2 separate regions of the Hordeum vulgare genome follow, and region 2 is linked to region 1. Evidence: chromatin contacts called from public Hi-C data. All regions are on one chromosome and are shown on one strand. The core of a region is the stretch at or near the end of the contact, and the rest is flanking DNA. Distances in the headings are between cores, read along the strand shown.

Region 1 (5,742 bases), core at 1,789-4,288:
GTTTTTAATTATTTTTTGGAATTTCCATACCTTGTTGATGTTTTCAAAAAATTATTCACCTCTAAAAAAATGGAATATTGAAATTTGTTTATGCTTTAAAAACAGTGTGCATGTTTCTTCGATAGAAATTAATAAAATTTTGGGCATCTTTTTCAAAATTTGTTCACTTTTAAAAAAATCACATTTTTTAAAAATAGTGGGAAATTTGAAATTTCTTCATGTTTTTTAGAAACTTTTCACGTTTTGGTTTAGAATTTAGGAATTTTGTTCACATTTTCAAAAATTGTTCAAGTTTTCTAAAAAAAAATCATGTTTTTTTCAGCATTTCAATAATTTGTTGATGTTTTTAAAACATTGTTCACATTTAGAGAAAAACTGGAATATTGAAATTTGTTCACGCTTTAAAAACATTGTGCATGTTTTTCTATATAAATTCATAAAAAAATGTTCACGTTTTTGAAAAAAATCACTTTTAGAAATTTTTCCCTATTTCTATATTTTTTTCTAGTTTTTAGAAAATTGTTCAATTTTTCTAAAACTTTTCAGAATTTCTAAATTGTTCATATTTTTATAGAAATTCACAATTTTTTCACATTTCAAAATTTGTCGACGGTTTTAAATTAGTAGTTGAAAATTCAGAAATGAATGTAATTTAAAAAATCTTTTTATGTTTACAGTTTTTTTCACAAACTCGATTGTTCATATTTTCCAAATTTGTTCGAGTTTGTTAAAAAAGGGCGTTATTTTAAAAAAAATGTTTATTTTTTTGGAAAAAATATTTGGATATGTCATTGTAATTATTTCTGAAACATGCACGGTGCCAATTAGTAAATAACAAGCATCATGTGTCGCGGCTAGCTATAGGCATGATATAGGAGCGAGTTCGATCGCTGGTATTGCATGTTTTTTTTTGCGAATTTTACAGTGCCCGTTACAGCACCGCCTAATTGGCTGGCCCACATGCGCTACCGCCTGTGCGAACCTCTGCCAATCTACGACAACGAGCGGCAGATAGAAGGTCCCCGCTTAGGATGTGTTTGGTTGAGGTCATCAAGTGAAATGTAACGGGTCGATTCCATCCCCAGAGTCCATTCCAGTGTTTGGTTTGCTGAAGGAACAGGAACCAACCGATTCCAGAGAATGGCATATCCCATGTTTATGTGGAACCATGCAGTACCTCCGAATCGAGCGGATGACACGGAACGGTCCGCTTGACTCTCGCAGTCTTGCTCACCTTTTCTTCCCAGGCGCCGCATCTTCATCCCTAACCTTGCGCGCGCCGTCGCCGTGACCTCGCCCCGCCGTCGCGTCCGATCACCGCCCTCTTCTCCTTCCTTCACTCCCTCTCTTACAATGTTCCCTCTCTCCCCTCCCGTATGCAGGACCCATGGTCGCCGCCCCGAGCTCCTTCGTCGGATCTCTCCTCGCTCGCCGCCGTCGACCATAACCATCGGGGAATGGATTCCCCGTGCCAGGATCTGCCCAGATTTGGGCGCCCCGTTAGGCAGCATCACCATATCGTCCCCTCGCCGCCGGAATTCCCTAGCACCGCCACCTCCTCTGCTCGCGGTTCATGCTGATGCTCACAAGTAAATCGATTCATTATAGATCAGGGGATAATTCTTGAGGGCAAGGCTGTTGGCAAGCAAATCGATTCATTTCACAAAAGTTGTTATCATTACAAATATTATATAGAGAGTTTGTTGCTAAACATAGAAAAAGGATTGCAATTGTTCATATGCATAATGTATGAGTATCAGACATGGTTGTATGGTTTTCAAGTATGTGAACTTGACATGTATGGATGTACTGCCATTTGATTGCTTTTGGATATTTAGTATGTCAACAACATGTATGGCCAGTGCACTTTGCTTTGGATTGTATTGAACCAAGACATGTAATGGTTGATTGCTTTTGGATGTGCTAAATTACAGAAAATTGTGTTATGTGTCAATATATATAATGTTACGCAGTTGTTTTTTTAAAATACAAACGAAATGCTGTCGAAATTTTGATTTTTTGTCATTCCATTTTGCATTTCATTCTTTAAAAACGAACACTGAAACGGAACCAACCTGTTCTACTATTTTGCACAAACCAAACACAGAAAGGAACTGACCCGTTTCTGTGGAATGGAACCATTCCATTTCATGACAGTTGGTTCCTCAATCAAACACACGTTAAAACGAGACAAACAACCAAAGGATGTTTAGTCCAGTCCAATTACGAAACCGAGTTTGTGCGTTATCGGCCCACAGTGGACCGCTAAACTTCCAGGGTCGGCCTACTTTCTATTTTGTACGCTACACATCCGCAAGGAAGTCTCGTCTCGCGTCTCAAGGATAATAAAAGAGAGAATTCCTTATTTAACATTATCTTAAATTTTATTTCCTTATTTAATACTGGTAAACTTTTTCTTTCCTATATAACAACGAGCCTAAATTTTATGCCCTTTATAACATTTTCGTTAATTTTAAGCCTATATGACATCTAAGAAGATCGTTTTATCCCTTGTATGATATGTGTGTGTACACGCCAATGACACCCAAACAACATTAGTGCAATACGGAGCAGTAACACACACACGCAACAACAACAACACATACACACACGCACGCGCACACACAACAACACACACGCACCCGCACACATACAACAACACACATGCAGCAGAAGGACACACGCATGCATGCACATGCATCACACACATGGACGCATGCAACATCACATGTAGCAACATACGCACACATCAGCACACACACAAACACGCAGCGTGTCACGTGCGCGCGCGCAGACACAAGCAGCAGCACACACGCGTGCACACAAACAGATCACATGAGGGGCAAAATAGTCTTTTAAACTATCATTTAGATTTAAAATACACAAAAATGTTATAAAATGCATAAATTTTAGTCTCATTATTAATAAGGAAGAAATTATTTATCGATGCCAAATAAGGCATAAAATTTAAGCACTTAAATAAATAAGGAATTCTCTCCTAATAAAACGGAAAAGGCTTTCAGGCTTTTAGCGAGGGTTTTTTCCTGCTGCTGCTGCTGCTACAGCTTTCCATCCCCACCTCCCCGGCGAGCGCCAGCCTTTTCCGGCGAGGGTTCGCTCCGATCGGAGCTCACGGCGGCAGATCGACCCCGTCCTCCGCCCCCGCGCCCGCGCCCGCCTGCGCTGAAGAGGTAGGCTTCTCCTCCCCGTCGGCTTCACGCTCCCCATCTTCCTCCGCTCTCCCCACCCCTCGTTCTCTCTCCTGCGACGCTCGACGCCCTGCGGATCTCACCGACTCGTCGCCGGCGCGCTTCGTCGTCGCTGCGAAGGTTCAGCGCCTCCTCCCCCCCGCGCGCTCGGGAGAGCAGGGACTGCTCTGCCGCCCTCCCCTCCCCCTCATCCTTCTCCCATCGCCCTCTCCCCCTCCTCCTATCCACTCCCGCTCCTGTTAGTTGCACAGCATTGCTGGCTGTGGGGGGTCAAGCTCCCGTTTCCCAAAATCCTCCTCCCCTGTATGAGGACTGTTTTTGGTTTGATTTGCTTACTCTGAAGCTATTTTGATCTGGAAACTGCTAATAGGGCTGATCTGATGCTAAAACTGACGCAAATGTCTAAATTTGATGCCATGCCAAATCTGACGCAAACGATGTTTATATGTTTATGTGATACTAAGTCTGAGGCCATACCTTTCTATACTACTCCCTCCGTTCCTAAATATAAGTCTTTTAAGCGATTTCATTAAGGGACTACATACAAAGTAATGAATGAATCTACCCTCTAAAGTATGTCTATATACATCCGTATGTAGTCCTCTAGTGGAATCTCTACGAAGACTTATATTATGAAACGGAGGGAGTAGTTTGTTAGAGACTCACGTGATGTTTATCTTAGATGATGGTGTATAACCGGCTTGGTTCATTTATTTGGATGTAATTATATAAATAGGTGTGTAATTCAACCGCTGCTGTTCTTCTGGTGTGTTTGACCTGGGTTTACTGGGTTAAGCTTAGGCTTGTTGTTTCTCGGTTTGACGCTGAAGTGGTCTGGGAGTCGGGGCCGATGGTATGGGTGAGCATGGTTAGTCCTGAGCCGTGGCCTGCACGACACGTCATTGCTCTCTGATGGCTTAACTTTTATTACGGTGATTTGTCATGTATCGGGTCGGGAGAACCACTTTGTGTGAGCGATTTTGGTTTGAAATTTCCTCTGTTACCGTATTAATAACGTCATTGTTGTGTACTCAAAACTCATGTTTAGCACGGGAGATTTGCATACGGTTTATGCGATGTCTGTAATTGCACAGGGGACTTTATGTTGTGCTAATTTTGGTTTGTTGCTGGTGTTAGAAGTATATAAATGAACACGTGTTAATGTCGTTCTTATTTGTCCTGTTCGAAGTATTAAATTGCTTGACATATAGATTTATGCCTTTTTTAATCTTGTTTACAAATTAGTTTAATTAGTTGTTTAGGGCGAAAACAGTAACATGATGTAGAATGCCTTCTTTTCTGTCAAGCGTGGCTCGGAGTTACAAACATTCTTCTCGTTAGGAAAATGAAGCGAGTCGTCAGGTGTTTGATCTACACATAAGTAATTAATATATTTTCATTAGTAACACAACATACACGTAGCGCATGTGGTAGGCACATAGGTATGAAGCGAGTCGTCAGGTGTTTGATCTACACATTAGATTGTTTATAAATATTTTTTGCCTGTTTTTTCTCCATCTAGGGTACTTGTCCTACTCCCAACAGAATGCATCCTGCACCGATTCTGTTTGGTTTGGCACAGCTTTAAAATCTATGCACTTAGCAACACAGATGCTGTTAGGCTGTCAGCAATTGAACATTTCTCATTGCTTAATTTGCTTTTTAGACTACCGAATATCTTCGTGAAAAGGACTTGAACACAGGTTTGGTGCAATGGCGAATATGAACATAACTGGCATCTTGGAGAAGGTATCTATTACACCAATTTACATTTCTTGATAAGGAATCCTCAGTTTTCGCTCGGTAACATTTTTTCCTTGTATATGTGCTTTCAGATGACAGGGAAAGATAAAGACTATAGATATATGGCCACATCAGATCTGCTTAGTGAGTTGAACAAAGAGAGTTTCAAAGCAGACCAAGACCTTGAATCAAAGTTGACTAATATTGTTCTTCAACAACTGGAAGATGCTTCAGGAGATGTTTCTGGTTTAGCTGTGAAATGGTACCTTTCCTGTAAAATACTTTCTTACTTAATCCATTGTTTGTGTTCTTGATGTCTTACCATGCTTGCATGGTGTTGGATTGGGGAAGTAAGGATTTTGTATGTTAATATCTTGTTATTGTTGATTATTATCTCCTCCGTCCTGCTAGAATTTTTGAACATTCTTATAATGCTACCTGTCAGATGCATTAGCCTGCTATTTTATCTTAAGATTCCATCATTCCTTGCTTATTCATTTGCTATAATAATATTTTTTAAAGTTTGTTATGTTTTCTTATGCATCAATTATTGGATCTACGGGGTTACTTTTTTGCAGAGAAATTTGGTTACCGATTATTTTTCTATACATTCACTAAATTTACTCTTATTTTTTATTGGTTAGCTTGGCTCCACTTGTTAAGAAGGCAAGCGAGGATAGAGTAGTGGAGATGACCGACAAGCTTTGTGATAAATTACTCAATGGAAAGGAGCAGCATCGTGATATTGCCAGTATAGCTCTGAAGACAATCATTGTGGAAGTTACTACGG
Region 2 (5,742 bases), core at 985-3,484, 74 kb before region 1:
CCTATGTGCTTTGTGAGAATAAAAGATGGGTCATATATGATAAAAGTAGTATTCTTTTATAGCTAACTATTGTACAAACTAGTTATAAGATGGGCTATAAGATGACTTATAGCCAGCAGTTGACTATACTATTAACCATGCTCTGAGCCGGTGTGTCGGTGCAAGGGGTGAGTAAAAAAGCCCTAGTAATAATCTCTCTTGTCTAATTCGAGAAAAGTTCACGTTTCAACCTTCAACCAGTTGTCTGGTTCGATTCACAAGCCTTGTCTACGGAACCATCAAAATACACCTCAACTTACCACAAGATTCAAAAAAACAACCATGGTCTCGGTTTCGATCAAGTCAACCGGTTTTCACCAAAGTCAATTATGACTGGATGCTTACTGGCCATGGTAACTAGGGGCTAAATTGCTATTTTATTTTTAGTTTTTAACCAAGTCAGCAAAAAAGATAGAATTCTTTTTCCATAATGATAGCACATGCTAGTGTTCATTTTTTAGAAAGTTTTCAATTTTTTCTAGACTTGTTTGAATATTCTATTGATGTCGGTGCAGCTATATGTCTATCATTGTAATGTATTTAGATATATATAGCTATATAGAGGCAAACTAAATCAAGGTTACACATGTGTGTGCTAATTGTTGTTTTGTACTCCCTCCGTTTTTAAATATAAGTCTTTTAAGAGATTTTACTAAGAGTCTACATACGAAGTAAAATAAATGAATCAACACTTTAAGTTATGTCTATATACATCCGTATATGGTCTGTTAGTGGAATCTCTAGAAAGACTTATATTTAGGAACGGAGGGAGTATATATATATGCATCTCAATAATCTTGCTACGTAATACAAATATTATAAAACAAATATATTTTAATATGGAAGGAACGTCATTTGCATGGCAGTTGACCGTGGATGTTTGGTCGATATTTAGAATGTATTCTTCTCATTCTAATATAATCTGATCGTTGTGGATGAAGGGTACGCACTGGTGGCAACATCAATGCTTAACATTATCTTAGTTGACAGCAAGAGTTCGGGAAGGTCACCATTTTTTATTTTTTTTTTAATTTTTTGAGGAACCGGAAGGTCACCATTAAACATTGGAGGAGAGAACGAAACCCGGTTGCCCATGAGCTAGCTGGTTTTGGAACATTCAATCCATCGACTGTGTGGTCTGATACACCCCCTGATTTTGTTCATAAGTTTTTACCAGACGATGCAAGTGCGATTTGAGTTAATAATACAACCAGCCATGAAGGCCTTTCTGTAAAAATAGGAACTTGTGGCTTTCTTTGAGTCTTCTATCGGTGTCACGTTCCTGTTCCATTTTCATAGTAGTTTATTTCAGCATGTAAATGTATGTGGAGGCAAATAAAATCAAGGCTGGGAGGACTTGATTGACATAATATGGTTTTTTTATACATGCAGCTCGATCATTTTGTTGCTTAGTTCCCATCCTATCCTTGAGCATAATTCTGTCTAGAATCTTGGCTAATCATTTGGGTAATGAGTTGATTTCCATGATTTTATTTGTTTAGGGTATGCAGATATGGCATCCATCACTATCTTGTCGATCTACATCATGGGGACGAGCAAATCCCCGCCACTGCCATTTTCTTTATTATCTCCTTTTCCAGTGGGGATACACAAATAATTAAGTACACATACTTGTCCATGATGTGTATGTACAAACAATATATAGTACTCATGGGTCACACACCTAGTCCTGTCCCTATAAATGCTGGTCAACGAAATAATAATCATTTTTCCATCAGTTTTTTCTAGTTGTTTGCCACCAGTTTTTGTAAGCACAACTCGGTGGTCTTTTAGTACTACTACTACTGGCTCCATTATTTTTCTGGATGCAGCTTAATCAATTGTGTTAATTCTCCCATGTCCCTGCCACTAATTGTGAGTGTGTCTTGGTTGGTGGACTGTCTCCAGCGAGCCAATTATCGTGTAAGCTTCCAAAATGATGATAAAGTGCTGCATTTTATGTGGTGAGGCACTAGAAAATGCATGCCAACTGCCAAGGAGAAGAGCACCAGGGGTAATGGAGACACCTTTGATTTTGCAATATATTCCGTTGCCTCTTTCCTTTTGTTTCATTTTGCTTGGGTGCTGATCTTCTTGGTGGTTAGGGTGTTGTTGTGCTGTGTGGGAAAGATTGGTCATGGTCTGCATGTCAAGCTCCTACATGGAGCCTGAGGCAGACAGTTGAGCAGACAGGGTCCAGGAAAAGAGGCCATATGTATGGAGCATCTACTTGGATCGAGTGGCGCTGCATGCCAGGATCGGTGCTAAACGTCATACAGTAGTACTTATTAATTTTGTCCTGTACATGGCCCTACAAAAGCCCTGGAATATATCAGACAGAAAAATTGCAATATGTACAGTGTGATTGCTTTCTTTGTCGTGTACGTCATCAGTCCCTAAATATATGTCATTTTATAAACTTTTATTACGGACCACACACGGAACAAAATGAGTGAATCTATACTGTAAAGTATATATCTATATACATCAATATGTAGTCCATAATGAAATCTTCAAAAGGCTTATATTTAGGAACGAAGAGAGTAATATTCAGTTACATCAGTTATGGACAGTACATTACCTTCTCATCATTATGATTTTGGAAATGTTTTGTTTTTGCCACTCTGTATTTTGCCATTTTTTCTTATGTCACTCTAAATTTCGATAGTTCAGTTTTGCCAGTCTTAGTTTTTAACAATTATCACAATTGTCATTTTCATGGCAAAAACAAAAAAATCAGAATGGCAATTGTGATAATTGTCAAAAGCTGAAAGTGGCAAAAGTGAAATAAAATTATTTTGATTTTGTCACTGAGTGGCAATTGTGATAATTGTCAAAAGCTAAGAGTGACAAAAGTAAAATAAAATTATTTTGCTTTTGCCATTGAATGACAATTGTGATAATTGTTAATAGCTAAGAGTGGCAAAAGTGAAATGCCAAATTCTAAAGTGACATAAAAAGAATTGGTAAAATCTAGCGTGGCAAAAAAAAAATCTCTATCATTTTTGTATACTTATGTGTATTTTTATTCAAAATTTGACTTTATATCAAAAAAGATAACGTTGAATTAGTACATTCGGATAAAATCTCTACCTAATAATAAATCCTTCTGGTCATACATCATTTAAACTATTCTTAAAATTAGCAAAAATTACCCACAAATACCATCCGTAATTGACAAAAACGATTCGCTTAAATTAGCCGCGTGCCCAGTGGCTACAGACTTGCTCTTCGACCTGAAAGACCTCTTTTTATTGACAGCTGCCCGACTGGGCGGCCCAGCAAGGCCTTTGTCTTTTTTGTCCTTTCTTACACTCGGTTTATCTTCCTTTTGGTTTATTTCGAAAATACTTAAATATTTCTACATATATCTTGTATTCCTAAATAATATAACCCACTAGCTATTTTTCTTAGACATGCAAGTATGTCACATGAATAACTCATGCATGTAAGTCATAAATTACATTGTTTTTTATTATTCTATGCATGCAAGAACCACATTATTAATTCATGCATGTTACTCTTAAGTTACTTTTTGCATTAGATTTTGTATTTACAATATATGTGTTGGTCGCATATACCATACATATGTAGTTTATATTCATATTTTTTGTTAAAAATGACATTATTTTTACTAATTTTTTTTATACTCTTTATATTTCATTTTCATTTACAAGCTTACATTCGTTTCTCATAAGTTATACATGTTCTTAACAACTTTCATGATTCTTTTAACAAGTTTCCCGCAGCAACGCGATGAGGCATAATCTAGTATTACAAAAAAGCATGGACTGCCCAGTTGACGAGAATTACCCACCAATGCCACCCGTAAGTGACAAAAACATTTCACTTAAATTAGTCGCCTGCGCTCATTCAATATGAAGCTATGTTCTCATATGTTACACGTACACACGCATCCGAGTGGCTACAGACTTGCTCTTTGACCTATGAGAACCAGGTTGGATCCTCCTTTCTCCCCCTTGTCCCTCTTTTTACTGACAGATGCCCGACTGATGGACTTTCTTACACTCGGTTTTTGTTTCTTTTGGTTTATTTTGAAAATACTTGAATATTTCTATTACAAAAACTACTTATATGCAAAAAAAATGTTAAATTTCTCTAGAAAACTATTTCCATTGTTATACAAACAAATGGCCAGTGTGCATGGAAAACAAAATTAGGAAATAATAATGTAAGATTTTGTTTTTTTGAAAAGATTTAAGCATGTATTTTAGAAATGTTAAATGTGTATAAAATATTTCTAATGTATGTGTATAGAACAAACTAAACATAAAAAATACAAGTTTTGAAAAAATTTAATCATGTATTTGCACAATACTAAACGTGTATATAAAAATGATCATGATGTATATAAGAAATGTAGAATGTGTATAGAAAAATTAGACATAAAGAACTATTTGTTTAAAAAATGTTGACCATGAAATTGGAATATGGTAAATGCGTATATCTAAAAGTATTTGATGTATAGAGAAATGCACAATGTTAATGGAGAATGTAGAGGTAAATTTTTTTTACCAAATATTAATTATGTATTTTTCAAAATGCTAATAATGTATTTTAAAATTGTTAAATGTGTTTATAAAAATACTTTTTGATATATACAAATAAGGTACAGTGTATATGAGAAAAGTAGACAAAAAATAAGTTTTCAAAACTGTTAATTATATATTTGAATAATCTTAAACGTGTATATAAAAATTATCTTGGTGCGGAAAAAATGTAGAAAGAAAACAAAAAAAACTGTAAAAATGAAAAAAAAACACAAAAAACAAACAAATAAAAAAACATAAAACCCGAAAAATATACCAAAGAAAGAAAGAAAAAACAAGAACGCTAAAAATATGCTATCATTAATTACTAAAATGTACATTGTTATTTTCATCGTACTGTAAGTAATTGTTGGAAAGGCAACAAACGTGTAATGAGAAACCTTCAATTAGATAGATATTTTTGTTGTCTAATAAATTAGAAACATCTTGAGTACACTTCAAAAATCATTCCATATTTATTGTTTCTGCACAACACCACTTAACATGTTATTTGTTATGTGACATTATCAAAGATTTCAAGGGATTTATTGGTGTCTTGAGAATGTGTATGAGGTGTGACTTTTTCTCCCCGTTATAATGCACGGGAATGTTTGCTAGTAAATTCAAAATCCATATACTAGAAAACGACAATAAATAAAAAGGAAAAATACGATCAAGACCCTAGACCTTAATGCGCTGAAGCTGTAGGCGAATTTGTCATCGTCGTGCTACCATATCCCTTGCCAGTGATGGACACCACGAGAAAAGTTCAGCCGTAGTACATGAAAGACCAATAAATGACCGGACCATGTTAAATCGCTATCATACCAAGGTGGGCTGTCCCATTTATGCACCGAAGCGCTTGGAGTCGTTCCACGTCGAACGTTTCGAGGAAGGTCTCGTCTGGTTTCTATTTGGGGCCTGATACGCATCCACCGATGGATGTTTACTAAACATCCATTATTTGAAGGGCCGTTCGATCTATACGTAGCCGTTGGATCTGTTCCGGTCAGGCATTCCATAATTCCTGAAACGATGGCTGAGTTACAGAAAATTTTGCTTTGTTGCAGGAAATAAACTTTGGACCCGTTAATTCCTGAAACAACGGTCGAGTTTCAGAAACAATTTGCTTGTTGCAGGATTTTTTTTTCTT

What was found. A called contact is a pair of places that touch in the nucleus more often than the background predicts.
Region 2: a contact with region 1 is called in a Hi-C map of leaf, with 2.6 times the contacts expected there. The contact joins the enhancer-like site here to the promoter of LOC123399975 in region 1. A contact is called at or near these places in 2 of 6 Hi-C or Micro-C datasets (leaf and seedling).

Annotation. Positions count from the first base shown.
Region 1 is chr5H:25,980,145-25,985,886 of MorexV3_pseudomolecules_assembly, reverse strand. LOC123399975 (cullin-associated NEDD8-dissociated protein 1-like) reads left to right here and starts at 3,038. Exons shown (of 29, transcript XM_045094364.1): 1 at 3,038-3,191; 2 at 4,876-4,958; 3 at 5,045-5,214; 4 at 5,597-5,742. The coding sequence starts at 4,923.
Region 2 is chr5H:26,053,388-26,059,129 of MorexV3_pseudomolecules_assembly, reverse strand. No RefSeq gene overlaps it. Among protein-coding and RNA genes, the nearest start is that of LOC123399975, 73 kb to the right of the region's middle. Within about 2 kb of position 2,234, at least 3 of the 3 cell types and tissues checked have open chromatin away from gene starts, as enhancers often do. A contact at or near this core is called in leaf and seedling, where this site is marked.